5 separate regions of the Sus scrofa genome follow, and regions 1, 2, 3 and 4 are each linked to region 5. The links are chromatin contacts, called in public Hi-C, HiChIP or PLAC-seq and promoter capture Hi-C maps. All regions are on one chromosome and are shown on one strand. Each heading gives the region's core, a stretch centred on a gene start, on an enhancer-like site or on the middle of the called end of the contact. The rest is flanking DNA. Distances are from core to core; before and after follow the strand shown. Region 1 holds the start of TNKS (tankyrase-1). Region 2 holds the start of UBXN8 (UBX domain protein 8). Region 3 holds the start of WRN (Werner syndrome ATP-dependent helicase). Region 4 holds the start of PPP2CB (serine/threonine-protein phosphatase 2A catalytic subunit beta isoform). Region 5 holds the start of DCTN6 (dynactin subunit 6).

What was found. Promoter capture Hi-C pulls out the DNA fragments that hold promoters and counts their contacts. A called contact is a pair of places that touch in the nucleus more often than the background predicts. HiChIP or PLAC-seq counts read pairs in DNA pulled down with a chosen protein or histone mark.
Region 1: a contact with region 5 is called in an H3K27ac HiChIP or PLAC-seq map of alveolar macrophages. The contact joins the promoter of TNKS here to the promoter of DCTN6 in region 5. A contact is called at or near these places in 1 of 47 Hi-C or Micro-C datasets (liver) and 1 of 2 datasets of contacts at active chromatin or transcription factors (alveolar macrophages).
Region 2: a promoter capture Hi-C map of liver shows a contact between it and region 5, with 4 times the contacts expected there. The contact joins the promoter of UBXN8 here to the promoter of DCTN6 in region 5. A contact is called at or near these places in 1 of 5 promoter capture datasets (liver), 2 of 47 Hi-C or Micro-C datasets (liver and mesenteric adipose tissue) and 1 of 2 datasets of contacts at active chromatin or transcription factors (alveolar macrophages).
Region 3: a Hi-C map of liver shows a contact between it and region 5, with 10 times the contacts expected there. The contact joins the promoter of WRN here to the promoter of DCTN6 in region 5. A contact is called at or near these places in 3 of 47 Hi-C or Micro-C datasets (embryonic fibroblasts, heart right ventricle and liver).
Region 4: a contact with region 5 is called in an H3K27ac HiChIP or PLAC-seq map of skeletal muscle, with 4 times the contacts expected there. The contact joins the promoter of PPP2CB here to the promoter of DCTN6 in region 5. A contact is called at or near these places in 1 of 5 promoter capture datasets (liver), 4 of 47 Hi-C or Micro-C datasets (fetal heart ventricle, fetal skeletal muscle, heart right ventricle and 1 more) and 2 of 2 datasets of contacts at active chromatin or transcription factors (alveolar macrophages and skeletal muscle).

Annotation. Positions count from the first base shown.
Region 1 is chr15:55,680,152-55,682,851 of Sscrofa11.1, forward strand. TNKS (tankyrase-1) reads right to left here and starts at 1,393. Exons shown (of 27, transcript XM_003133396.5): 1 at 656-1,393. The coding sequence starts at 1,328.
Region 2 is chr15:54,366,243-54,368,942 of Sscrofa11.1, forward strand. It overlaps UBXN8 (UBX domain protein 8), which reads right to left and starts at 1,368. Exons shown (of 8, transcript NM_001244745.1): 1 at 1,267-1,368. The coding sequence starts at 1,354.
Region 3 is chr15:54,093,315-54,096,014 of Sscrofa11.1, forward strand. WRN (Werner syndrome ATP-dependent helicase) reads right to left here and starts at 1,359. Exons shown (of 35, transcript XM_021075787.1): 1 at 1,052-1,359. It overlaps PURG (purine-rich element-binding protein gamma), which reads left to right and starts at 1,727. Exons shown (of 3, transcript XM_003359494.4): 1 at 1,727-1,882; 2 at 2,180-2,700. The coding sequence starts at 2,186.
Region 4 is chr15:54,294,407-54,297,106 of Sscrofa11.1, forward strand. PPP2CB (serine/threonine-protein phosphatase 2A catalytic subunit beta isoform) reads left to right here and starts at 1,380. Exons shown (of 7, transcript XM_021075810.1): 1 at 1,380-1,854. The coding sequence starts at 1,753.
Region 5 is chr15:54,894,563-54,897,262 of Sscrofa11.1, forward strand. It overlaps DCTN6 (dynactin subunit 6), which reads right to left and starts at 1,321. Exons shown (of 7, transcript NM_001167644.1): 1 at 1,299-1,321. The coding sequence starts at 1,321.

The DNA of each region.
Region 1 (2,700 bases), core at 143-2,642, 790 kb after region 5:
GATAAGGTAAACTGCGTTAGGCAACTACAAATAGCAGTGTCCAGAAATTCAAAGCCTATATTTCTTCTGCCATCATATAATGCTTCCAAATATTTTTTCGGTTGTTTCATATAGGCATGTCTTGAGCTACCCAATTAGACTGTAAACTCCTTGAAAAGGAGGGAAAGTTTCACTAACTTCATTTATGTATCCCAGGGGCTAAGAGGTAAATACTTGCTGAGTTACACTGAACTTCTTTTGGTCTAACTGTCCTCATGGGACATACTCTGGTAAAAACGAAATAAATTAGCAAACAAATGACAAAACCACTCTAAGACTGTTCAAATCTAACTTTATTCCTACACAATTGGAACAAAAAAAGTTTAAGTATACCCATATCCTGAGACTACCACTAAAGGAGTTTGGGGATGGGTACAAGGATTACTGTGCAAACACTAAAAAGAATGGATTCACACACACCCCTACCACGCCCCCGTCACCCAGGCACTACCTAAAGAAAGGAACCTCTAGTCTTCCCAAGAGGTGCTGATGACCCATAACCACGCCTCCACTGTTCCATCATAACTTGTTTCCTTTCCCTACCCGGACCACCCCTACCACCCACTCCCCGGTCCCAACATCAAAGCCCTTAATAAGCAATTTAAAAGTCTCTGACCTGCAGCGAAGTGCAGGGGAGAAGATTTCCGGCCGGCCATGTCCTTAGCATTCACGTTTGCTGCGTCCACCAGCCTCTTTACCCGGGACACGTCCCCATTGCGACAGGCCTCCAACAGTTCCCGGAGGGCCCCGCTCACTGCTGAGACCCCTGGCCCAGGTCCGGCTGTCCCAGGCCCCAATGTTGCTGTGGTGCTAACTCCGGCCGCCTCGGGGCTCTCCGCCAAACTCGATCCGGGGGAGGATGGAGAGGAAGAAGAGGAAGAAGTCGGGGAAGAAGAGGACGACGGTGAATTGTTACTGCCACCGCCGGCTGGATTGGGAGCGACACCGACGGCAGATGAGGCGGAAACCGCCGGGACCACTGGAGCGGCGGCGACAGTACAGATTGTGCTGGTGGTACTGCAACAGCTGCTACTGTCAACCGGGTCCGGGGATCGGGGCCTGTCGGGCGGATCCCGACTGCCATCCCCCTCCGGCAGCGCTAGGCCGTGCCGCGGGGAGGCGAAGGGTGCCAGGCCACCCACCGTAGGGGAGGCTGGGGTAGTCCCCGGGGCCAGGCCTGGGCTGAGTGGGGGGGGAGGTGGCGGCGGCGGCGCCGAAGCCCCTGGGGCGGGCTGGAGCTGTTGTTGATGATGGTGGTGATGATGCTGAGAGCGACGCGACGCCGCCATCTTCAGACTCCCCCAGCTCTGTCACTGCGGCAACGGCCCCACCGCCCGCCCTCACTTCCGACTTCTGGACCAATTAGCACCCAGCGCACAGGAAATGATGCTAGGCAGAGTGGGCGGGGTCAAGTAGCGGGAGGGAAGTATTTGGGAGCTCCGAGCGCCGCCGCGGGAGGGGCGTGGCTTGTGACTGCCGGGGGGCAGGGGGGGCCTTGTGACTCCTTGGCGGGCCGGCTGGAAAAGTTTGAAAGTTGGAACCGGCCTGGGCCTAAAAATGGGAAATTTTTCCTGCATTTCTCACGTTCAGCCTACTTATTTTGCTCCGTTCCCTCCTGTTGCCAAGTCTCCTTTGGTCTTCTTTGTCTTGCTCAAGAGCCTGGTACTGAGGTGGAACTTTGCAAGGTGCGTATGTGTCGTTTCTCATCTATCAAGTGTCCTCGTCTGAAAAAGGGACTCGTATCTAGAATTGTTAGCAGGATTAAGTGAGCTAACATATATAAAGTGCTCTGTCCCTTAATAAAGCACAACTATAATTAGCCCACTGGTAAATTTTTTTTAAATGCAGTCTCTCCCCACCCCCACCCCCACCCTCCAGTTATTCCCTTGGTCTCTATACCCCCTCTCCATAAGATTTCGTACTTTATGTACTTCCTTAACGCCCCATTTGCAAATGGTGGTTCACATTGCCAGGATTGGAATTCAGACTACCAGAAGGAGCTGTGTAAATTTGGGCAAGCTATTTAAATTAACCCCTCTGTGTCTCAGGTTCCCCGCTGCAAAGGGGAATTGATAGTTCAATAAATGTTAACTATTACAATTACGGGTTTTTCAGTTCTCTCTGTAGTTTTGTTTCTCACCTTAAGCTTGACTCAGATAATTACAAATATGTTTTTTTTTTTTAATTCATTTTGGCTGACCTTCTCTATTCCTGTCATCCCTCTTCTCTCTCCCTTCCAAACTAAGAAAAAACCTGACTTCTCCATCCATCACTCACCTTCAGAAGCCATCCTTCAACAACTACTTTTTCTTTTTTTCCTCTGCCTATACTTATTTTTTTGTCTACCATCAGAAGAGATGGATCAATGAATGGCATAATCTCGTAAGGTCTCCATTTCCTGCCTTCTGTTTAATAGGAAAGTAGGCATTATGGAAGTTTAGACAAACAGCATTATTCCAAGAGAGTAGACACAGATGGAGATTGTGTCTTAAGGAAAGCTCATTTTAAATGAGTCAAGTAGAAATTTTGATTGGGAGAATACTAAACTATGTGATAAATTGTCGTTTGACATATTCATTATTAAATGTAATTAGTGTGATGCTAATATTCCCATCTAAATTAATAGGTAAATTTATTTAACACTACCATCTAAATACAACA
Region 2 (2,700 bases), core at 118-2,617, 530 kb before region 5:
ATTGGGAACTAAATCATGATGGTATGTATCATCTTATCAAATTCTATTTAAAATCAGTCACTCCCACTGAACACAAATTCTTATTTCTCACAGTTAAGTTATGCAACTGTGTACTTCTCTAGTTCTCAATGTTTATTCTGTCATTTGTAAATAAAATTACTATATACATATCTGCCCAAAAAAGGGAAAATTCAGTACTTGGTTTTGTATGATTTTGAGAGCCAAGATGAAAATTAATCAGCAAAAAATGTAACAAGTACCTACTGTGTGTAATACAATTTGTTAATGATGAGGGATCCTGGATAAGAAGTTGGAATAAAAATGGTTTCTATCCTCTAGGAATTTTTAGTTTTATTTTATAATTCTCAAAAGACACCAGGTAGAGGTATGCCAACAGTTGCTGTACCTTCGATTTGACCCCTAGCCCAAGAACTTACTAAAGCCACAGGTGTAGCCCCAGAAAGGAAAAAAAGAAAAAAAAAAGGGGAGAGAGAAGAGAGACACCCTATAGTCAAATCTGCCAAGAACAACAGAAACCTAATTTGCCTCACTGCTTCCGCTATACCTTCCTTGCAAAACACTTGTCCACAAAGAATCCAGACTTTTTAAAACCTTAGGGAAGTCCCTTAACCTCCCTATATCTGTTTCCACTGTAAAATAGGTTAGAGCAGTGCGCATCCTCAAAGTTTGTAAACCAATTTAGAGGAGATAATAACCACGACTTAAGAGTCTAGTTTACAATAAGCGTTCAATGAATGCTATTATCATGCGCCACTCTCTCTACTAGTCTCTTTAATCCAGCCTCAAAGGTCTTCATCCTTTTCCTTCAAGTCACAATTCCTTTTGTCTGGAATGTCATCCCGCTCCCTCCACCTCCCGCCCTCGCTTTTCAAACGTGTGGCTCCTTATCATTTAAGTCTCTTAAATTCTTCAGAAGGCCTACATCAGCTTGTTTATTTCCTTTTGAGCACTCAACACAATGTGAAAGTCAAGTATATGCTTGCTCCTGTGCTTTCGGCCTCTGTCCCATTACCCGCAAAACTTCACCAGATCTGGAGGGGCACTTTTCCGCCAAGAGTTTGCCTCCCCAGGACGGCAAAAGTCTCGCTCCACCAGGAACCCCGCGGGGGAAGAGGAAGGCAGGCGCGGTGCAGCCTGGGCATCGTAGTCAAAGCCGCCCAGAGGAGACGCGGCCGGGAAATTGCACGTAGTGTTCGTGAGACTGTTACCAGGTGTGAACGCCAGGAGGCAAAAGCCAGCACTTACCTAGATCTGGGACCCCACGCCGGAGCTCCAGACACAAGAGGGGGAGAGCAGAGAGGAGGAAAATGCCAACCACCCCAAGAGAAACCATAGCGGCGGAAGCGCTGCTTCCTGGCGGAAGCTCCGCCCCTTCTGATTACGCCTCCCTTGGAAGGTGGAGTGGATCCTTTCTAAGGGAGGAATTCCAGGAAAGCGCTGGACCCTAAAGCTGTTTCGTTGGTGAGACTGAGATAAACCCAGGCTTTTGAACTCATAATCTGTAACCTGAAAACAAGTGTAGGTCACCTCCCGACGTCACGTGAGGTCCAGGGGAGACGGCCTCGCTGGCACCCGCCCAGCCAAGTCCTGTGAAAGCAAAACTTGGGCTCCTTCGAGGCGGGCAGCCCCTGCCCCTTCGGCTGTCAGACTGTAGAGATTGTAAGAAAGAACTCTAAAGAGTAAAATGAAACAGAGGAGAAAGGATAGGGGCAGCTGATACTACAAGGAGGCAGCCTGTGCCCTTGGCCTATGTCTGTAGTGGGTGATTGTGGACTTTTGAGTCAGAGCTGTTGAGCACCACTTTCTGCCGAAGAACCTTCCTTATCTTCCAAACGGTCCCCGGCACCTTCCTCGGTCTCTGGTTCCGACGGGAAGATGACTCAAAAGTGAGGCCTGGCACCTAATTATGGAGACCCGCTACCCCTTGCTCCGCTCCTTATCAGTTTTGCTAGCAGGTGTTACTGTTAATGACTTAACACGGCCTCCCAGTTCTGTGACCTCATTGCCATCCTATGACTCATCTCTTTGGCGTTTCTGCCAACCCCGATGCGTGTAAGCTACAGAGATCTCTTAAAAGATTTCGTGAGGGAGATTTCGCAGTGGTTAACGAATCCGACTAGGAACCATGAAGTTGCGGGTTCGGTCCCTGCCCTTGCTCAGTGGGTTAACGATCCCGCGTTGCCTTGAGCTGTGGTGTAGGTTGCAGACGCGGCTCGGATCCGCTCCGATTAGACCCCTAGCCTGGGAACCTCCATATGCTGCAGAAGCGGCCCAAAGAAATAGCAAAAAGACAAAAAAAAAAAGATTTCGTGGGAGTTGCCATCATAATCCGACTAGTATCTGGTTCTGATCCCTGGCCTCACTCAGTGGGTCAGGAATCCAGCCTTCCCTTGAGCTTTGGTGTAGGTCGCAGACCTGGCTGGGATCCTGCGTTGCTGTGGCTGTGGTGTAGGCCAGCAGCTGTAGCTCCAATTGGACCCCTAGCGTGGGAACTTCCATATGCCTGGGACGCAGCCCTAAAATAAAATAAAAGTTTTCGTGCTTTGAAAGTTGGTTTTGTGACCCTTCCATCAGTTCTGCCTCACCCTTCAGTTTAGTTCAGCTAACATTTATTTAGCTCCACAATTTGCCTGGCACTGTAGAACTCATAGAGACTCAAGTATGTGTAAGTTTTGTCCT
Region 3 (2,700 bases), core at 109-2,608, 800 kb before region 5:
GCGGCCTTACCTCTGTTCTGGTGGCTCAAGGGGCCAGAACGGTTGGAATCTTGCTGGGGCCTCCAGAAATGTTACGGCAGCTACCCAGCAGCCCTGCGCTGCAGCGTATCAGCTCTGGAGACAGCCCTGTGGCTGTAGCCTACTAGCTCCAGCAGCTCTGGCTGCAGTGGATCAGCTCTTTTACCCGGCAAGAAACCAAGCGAGCACTCGGAGAGTTGGAGAACTCAGGTTTATTACGCCGGCCGGCTCGGAGGAGATCGATCTCCAGTGTCTGAGCCCGGAAGAAGGGTTTCACAAGGCTTTTATGGGCTACTTCTTCCAGGTCCATCCTTGGCTAGTTGGACCGGAGTGACGTCAGGCAGGTAGTGGATGTGGAAACAAATTGACAGAAGCAGATGTGTGGGGAGGGGTGGTTGGGGCAGTTGGATGGACTTTGCTTAGTCATCATGGCCAGAGTCTCTCCTTTCTACATTTTTATTGGGACAGTTTCTCCTACACGCTAACTTAAAGACTACTAAATTAGCATCCTAAGGATTTTAATATTCCCTTCCATGGGGAGAATTTTTACATATTCAAACATACCCAGAAATCAACTCAAATTCAACCAGGAGAAAGAAAAAAAAAAAAACCCAAACCATTAAAGATTGAATACTTTGAACTCGAAAACTCCAAAATAGTTTGTTACATTAGACAAAATGGGTTATTTCCCTGGACTATGTTGTGTAAACATGGAGTGGCTGAATTTCTGCAGCAGTGAAGACCATATAGTTAGAACAGGCTCCTAAACGCACGCAACAGGTAACCAATCAGCTGCACAAGCTAAAGCGAGAGGAGCGTGGAAGCACACTTTTGCTCACAGCAGCTCAAAGAAGGCCTGCGGGAGGACGAGGTTCTTTACCGCTAAGCTCGAAAGGTGGAAAGGGGAAGGAGGGATCTCCTACACACAGCCCAGAGGCCTGCTCTGCCGGACTGAGCACCTCCAGTGTAGGAGAAGGCTAGAACGATACCCCAGGGTCTGGAGCTGGAAGTAGGAAGAGGGAGGACACGTTACCCTGAGAAGAGCCAGTTCAACAGGATTTCCCTTCAGCTGGATGACTTGAGCAGCGCCCCAACACTGGGGCCTGGAACCCAGGAATCCAGGATAGTCATCAATTGAACAGACTTTGTTCCCGCGCTGAGGAGCACACGCCTGAGCGTCAAGGCGCACAGAGTACACGTCACTTCTGGGACATAGATCTTCCCCAAACCTTTCTCCAGGGTCCGCCCCGCCCCCAGTCCTCCTCTCCGGAGGCGCTGTGCTACAACCCCGCCCACCACAGCCCAGATGGCTACGCGGCGCACATGCGCAGAGGACTCGACGCTGCTGTGCACTTCGGGGAGTGTAGTCTCCGCGCAGGTGCCGGTGGGCCGCCAGAGTACCAGTTCCCAGCGGAACCTGAAGAAGTCAGAACTCTCTCGCCGCCCCGGTCCTTATTCCCATCTTCATACCTGTCCAGTCACCTCGCGCTGGGCTTCAGTCAGGGCGCGCCCCAAGGGAAAGCGTGAGACCCAGTCTTCCCTTCAGCCGGCTGTGCTGGAGAGGCGGGGTCCACTGCCCGCCTCCCACCGCCCCCCTCCCCGCCCTCCTTACCCTCCCCGGCGGGCGTCGGGCCGGAGCCCGAAGAGAGGCGGCGGCCCCCGCGGCGGCCCCCGCAGCGGCCGCAGGAGGGGCGGCGGCGGCGGGCGCCGCAGGCGATGCCCCTGCCTGGCTGCTCCGGCGGGGGGCGGTGCGAGCGGCGGCGGGGGAGCAGGCAGGGGGCGGCGGCTGCTACAGAGGGGCCGAGAGCTGGCGGCGGCGGTCGTGAAGGGCATCGGCGGCGGCGGCGGTGATGGCAGTGCTGATGTGAGTGTCTGCTGGCTGGGGACCCGGGGCTGCTGAGCCCGAGGCGAGCGGGAGCGGGAGGCCAGGGGCCGCGGAGGGATGTTGTGTGCCCGGTGCGGAGCCGGGAGACTCCGCCCGCCGCCACCGTTCGTCCGGTAGAGGCGGGAGCCCGGCGCTGCGGCGGCCGGCACAGTGCAAAGCGCGGCCCGGTGTGGGGGTCCCGGGCGGAGGCTGGGGCAGCCCAGGCCGAGGGGCGTCTGCGATTGTTCTCAACACCCCTCCCCCACCCCACCCCGTGTGTCTGTTTGTCACTTGCAGCTGAAGATGGAAAGAGCCAGGCGAAGGGGAGGCGGCGGCGGCGGCGGCCGTGGCCGCGGCGGCAAGAATGTAGGGGGCTCTGGCCTAAGCAAGAGTAGACTCTATCCCCAGGCCCAGCACCCCCACTACCCCCACTACGCGGCTTCAGCCACCCCTAGTCAGGCTGGGGGCGCCGCCGAAATCCAGGAGCTGGCCTCTAAACGAGTGGACATCCAGAAAAAAAGGTTTTACCTAGACGTGAAGCAAAGCTCCCGGGGCCGGTTCCTAAAGATAGCCGAAGTCTGGATAGGGAGAGGCCGGCAAGACAATATCAGAAAGAGTAAACTGACCCTCTCCCTGTCTGTGGCAGCGGAGCTGAAGGACTGCCTAGGGGACTTCATCGAGCACTATGCCCACCTGGGCCTGAAAGGCCACCGACAAGAGCATGGTCACGGCAAAGAGCAAAGCTCCAGGAGGAGACAGAAGCACTCAGCACCCTCCCCACCAGTCTCTGTAGGGTCCGAAGAGCATCCTCACAGTGT
Region 4 (2,700 bases), core at 130-2,629, 600 kb before region 5:
CAGAGACTGCAAATCTATTGCAATCTTACAGATACCCCTCCTATTCTGTACGTATTGTTTTACCACCTTTTCATGTTCTGTCTTGCAGTTGGTTTGCTGCTGTTTACAAGACACTTGAGAACAGGAGCTCTTCCAGCCTTATTTTCCACCATAGGACCTATTTCGGTTATTAGGAGTATTTGTAGCTTTCCAAAGAGACCATGGTCTTGCACACATTTGTTCTCCGCCACTTTCCAAAAAAAAAACCCAAAATCCTGAGAACTCCTTTCCTCTTTTCCAGGGAACTCCAAAGTGTTGCTTAGGGAGAAGGTTCAAAATTCAGTTGAAATGCCACCTCTCTCAGGGTTTCCCTAGTGGTCCAGTGGTTAAGACTCGGCCCTTTCGCTGATGCTGCTGGGGTTTAGTCTCTGGTCTGAGAACTGAGACCCCGCAGCAAACCACTGCAAAAGGAAAAGAAAAAAAATGCCACCCTTCTAAAGTTTTCTGTAGCTATTGCCTAGGAGGGATAAGGCAAGAAACAGAGGAACATGGCTCCCAAACTCTACTGTTGGATAAGCACTTGTAGAATTTAATCATGATAACCTGAAAAGGGCTTATTGCCCCCTTTTAACAGATGATGAACTTGAGGCTGGGGGAGCTTTGGTGATTGTCCAAGGACCTGGCTGGGAGGCTAGCAATGCCAAGAGGGAGCTGGAGGGAGTTCTTGCCTTCAGATACAAGAGGCTGCCTCCCATTTGGGTTCAGTGGCAATAATCTGCAACTATAATATAGGAAGTCAACTTGGTAAGCATTAGCTGTTCAAGAGATCTGGCAGTTAGCAGTTGCTCATTAAGTATCTGTTGCATGAACAAATCATGAGAATTCAGTAAACACTGCAGTCAACTCCGTGGAGGATGAGGGAGCTGGGACACTGATTGGTAAAACACAGAGCTGTCATCTCATCTTTCTGATGCTGAAAGGGGGGATTCGAGATGTCAGTGCCTCACAGCTAGTTCATAACAGAGGTAAGACTAGAAAGAATTTATTTTTTTTCTCAACAAATGTTGACCACCTGCTATGGGAGAGTGATAGATTCTGAGGAGACAATGTTGTCAAGGAGGGGGACAAGCTTTCCAATCCCCTCTACAGAACGCTAAAATAAAAAGAAGAAAAAAAGGGGGAAAAAAGCACTGCAGGAAACTATAGTGGGTACAGACTTGCGTAAAATTATGTAAAGAAAGAACTGGGAGAGCTTGGTCGATAAAGTGCAAGATGGAAGGGAAAGGGACCGTTTCTCCGCCGAGCCACACGGGGGCGCTGTACCCCTCCTCGAGTCCCGGGCTCCGGCGGCACCGCCTGCTAACCTTTTCCCGGCGGAAATGCCCGGGCGATGACGGAAACCCAGAGGGAGGGGAAAGAAAGAGCGAGAGAGAAGGGGCAAGGGAATCCAGAGCAGCGGGCGGGCGGGAGGCGGCGGCGGCGGCAAGTGGCCATAATCCGGCGGGAGCTGCGCGGAAGTCCCGCACCTCCCCGCGCCCTCCAGTGACGCCCAGGGCGCGCGGCCCGGCGGGCCAGGGCGGGCGGGGGTCTCCCGAAGGCCGCGCGCCAGGAGCCGCCCGCGGGGCTCGGGCGGGGCGCGGGGTCCGGGGCCGCGCTCCCCCACTCCTTCCTCTCCCACTGGGAGCTGGCGGCGGCGGGCGAGGGGAGCGGCGCGAGGGGCGAGGGCGGGCGGGGAGGGGGGCGGGAGACGGCGGGGGAGGGGCTCGGGTCGCCATGGACGACAAGGCGTTCACCAAGGAGCTGGACCAGTGGGTCGAGCAGCTGAACGAGTGTAAACAGCTTAATGAGAACCAAGTGCGGACCCTATGCGAAAAGGTAAGAGAGAAAATTGGCGAGATGCGGCCGGCGTGCGACAGGCTGGGTGGGGGCTGGGACCTATCCTCTCCCCTCTCCCTCCTCTCCCCTCCCCCCTCCTTCCCCTCCCCCTTTCTCCTCCCCCCCTCCCCCCCACCTCTTCTCCTGGCCTGCTTGTCCCTTGTCCGGCGCGTCCGTCTGGGACCTGCGGGGCTGCGTCTCCCACTCGGGCAGCCTCCCCCGGGAGGAGCCGGGCTGTTCCTGGACCCCCTGGAGACCCAGCACCCGGCTGGGGTTGGAAGCTCCCAGTCCTGGCCTAAGGGGTCCGGGGTAGGTGGGCGGGGGCAACGTGGCACCCGGAATCCACTCCTGGAGTGATTGGGGCGCCGACTGTTTTCTGGGTTTTGCTGACACTCCAGTATTTCCGTGCGGACTAGCAATCCGCGCTTTAGCTGGCTGGCAGGGTAATCTAGGCAATCTCGTAGTTGAAAATGAACCTGGACGTTGTGAATCTCAAGGCCCTTGATATAATAAACGTAGCCGTTTTCTCAGGTGACTCGGTCCTTCAGAAATCATCGAGTTGAAATGTATCAAGCATTTGTTTATAGAGAGGTGGGTGTGATGGCGGACTGTGATTTTTAAAATAGAAGTTGACTTTGGTTGAGACAGATGGTGACTGGTCTTCTTCAATTGAGAAGCTCTCTGGAAGCAAAAATGTTGATTTTCAGAAACAGGACGGCTAGTCTTAAGTTTGGCAACACTGCTTGCATGAAATGATCAATGGGTACGTGTTTTACGTGCAGGGTAACACTTTTCAGAAAGTTATTTCTATTACATATTTAAGTTGTTTTTTTCCAAAAAGTAGTA
Region 5 (2,700 bases), core at 71-2,570:
GCATCACGCCAGAGGCATGTTGTAATTCCCTACCCAACTGCAGCACAGCAGCCACCCAAGTGTCTGAAGGGACAAACCCAGATGCTTAACCCCCTGGGCCAAAGGAGAGCTCCTAAAATATCTCATTTTAGATACGATTTCCCATTTCAGTGTTTATTCCCTCAGCCTCCCTTTATGAACTTTTTGGGGAAAAAAGACACTATTTATAACATTTAACATATCCTGGGCAAGCGAGAATGGGAGAGACTCATGTCTTCAGTTTATGCCCAACGAAGAGACCTCAGGTAGTGTATGGGACAATCAGCATACTTCTTTGTGTGGCAGTTATAAGTTCACCACTAGACCAACTAAAACATGGTGGAAATATCTCCGTGTAGACTCCGAGGCACCTGGAAGTGACGCGCAGGGGAGAGCAGGCAGCTGGAAGAAGGCTTAGCCAAGGACCTAACTATTAAAATAACCATCAACACCCTCCTCCCCACTGCACACTACCAGATATTCCGTACAGATAAAACGTACAGAATATTCCTAGAAGATCTCCTCTTAGGCTTTATGAACAAGATGAGAGCTACCTGCCTAAACAGAAGAAAAGCCTAAATGTTAGTTTATGGCACCCCAAACAAGGTCTGTCGGTTTTCTTTTTCAGGAATAGTCAGCAGATGGTGCTCAACACTGCTGCTTTGGGAAACAGTTTGACTTATTAAAGGTGTCCATCTCCCATCCAAGCCGTTCCTATTCACCAACAGTGCCAGCAAGGAGGGCCGCTAGAGAAGCAGCCCCGGAGTCTATCCCCACACGTTTACGAAGCGGCTAGTTCTGGCCCAGTGGTGGCCCCCTTTCTGACAAGCGGCCGAGAGTTCGTCTACACAAATATACAGCGTCCACGATAGGGAGGAAGGGATTGGGGAGCGGCCAGCACTCCTGTGGCGTCTGGGGACACCCGGCAGCTCCAGGCCTCCGAAGCGCAGCGCAAAGGAAGAGGAAGGTATCTCCGAGTCCTGGGTGGCGGCCCCTCCCGAGACCCCTTCGGCGCAGGAGCGCTGAGGAGGAGACCCGAGAGGCTGCCGAAGGACGAAGAGCAAATACCTTCCCGCCACGGACTCTGCATCCCTTCCCCGGCCTCCCTACCCCGACTCCTTCGCCTCCTCCCTCCGCAGACGTGGGCTCTGAGCCTTAGGAACCACCCAGGCCGGGCGCCTGGAATAAAACACCACCTCAATCCCCACCTCTGGCGACCAGAAACAGGTTCCACCCCTGCGGAGAGGAGAGAAAGACTTTTTCTCAAACAGCAGACCCACCTCTTTTGAGTCTTCTCCGCCATGGTTTGGCCCCCGGCTCCTATTGGATCGACACAACCTCCTGGGCAAAGCGATGATTTCTACGAGCGATTGCAGAGCCTGGCAGAATCGGGAGGGGGCGGAGCCTGGGGGCTGCTCTAGGGGCATGGCGGCGTGGGCGGGGTCAGCTCTGGTTTTTCGGTTGTCCTTTGCTGGTGTGGTTGGTGGCTCTACGCTGGGTTTAGCACAGCCAGGGGATCGATGGACTCGGATTTAGTCCGATCCAGCGCACTTCACTGTGACCTCATTATACCGCAATAGTCACTCTCATCTCCTTTCTTTAAAGATCCTCCTGCTAAACTTTGAGGCCCTTTTCCCTCTCAGCGTGAGGTCATTATTGCCATAAATTAAGCATCCTCTGTAGGCTGTCCTCAGGTTAGCAGCGCTAGTTGTGTCGTCTTTGCCCAGTCTCACACCTGATTATTCGAGTGCCTATTTAACGTGTCCACTTGAATGCTTCACGGTCTTAACAAATCTAAAATGTCCAGAACAGAGCTTTTGATTTAATGCCCTCGCCTTCTCTCCAACCAGTTGGTCCTTGGATCTCTGTCTCACTAAAGGAATCCACCATTCACCCAGTTGCTCAAACCGAAAAGTCCGAGTCATCCTCACCTCTCCGTATTTAATTAATTCGGCAAGTTCTTCTGGTTCTACATCTCATTCTACACTTTGCATAAATTTACCACCTCTCTAATCCAGTCTCTGCTACTACTCTCCCCTGTAGTCTGCCTCTTTCACCCTGGACCTCTAAAATCAGGCTTCCATCCCCCTCCTGCCCCCCATCCAAGCCATTTTTCTGCAGCTAAAATCATCCTTTAAAAACTAAATTCAGGAGTTCCCGTCTTGGCGCAGTGGTTAACGAATCCGACTAGGAGCCATGAGGTTGCGGGTTTGATCCCTGGTCTTGCTCAGTGGGTTAACGATCAGGCGTTGCAGTGAGCGCAGACGCGGTTTGGATTTGGCGTTGCTGTGGCCCTGGCGTAGGCCAGCGGCTGTGGCTCCGATTAGACCCCTAGCCTGGGAACTCCATATGCCGCGGGAGCGGCCCTAGAAAAGTCAAAAATACAAAAAACCCCAAAACAAAAACCAAATTCAGTTATTTTACTTACCATTCCTTTAAAAATCCGAACTCTTCCATATCCTGTCTCTGAGCTTGATCCAGAGACCCCTATTTCTTTAATTTCATGTTTCTCTTCCTCTAATCACATTTTTCTTCTTCAAGAAGCCAGGCTGAATCTCAGCCCAAAACGCTTCCACCTGCCCTCTGCTGACTTTTTAAGTCACACACTAGGTGAATCAGTCAAGGTTTGACCAGAGAACCAGAACCAATAGGGGATCGTGTATTAAGAAGTTTATTGCAGGG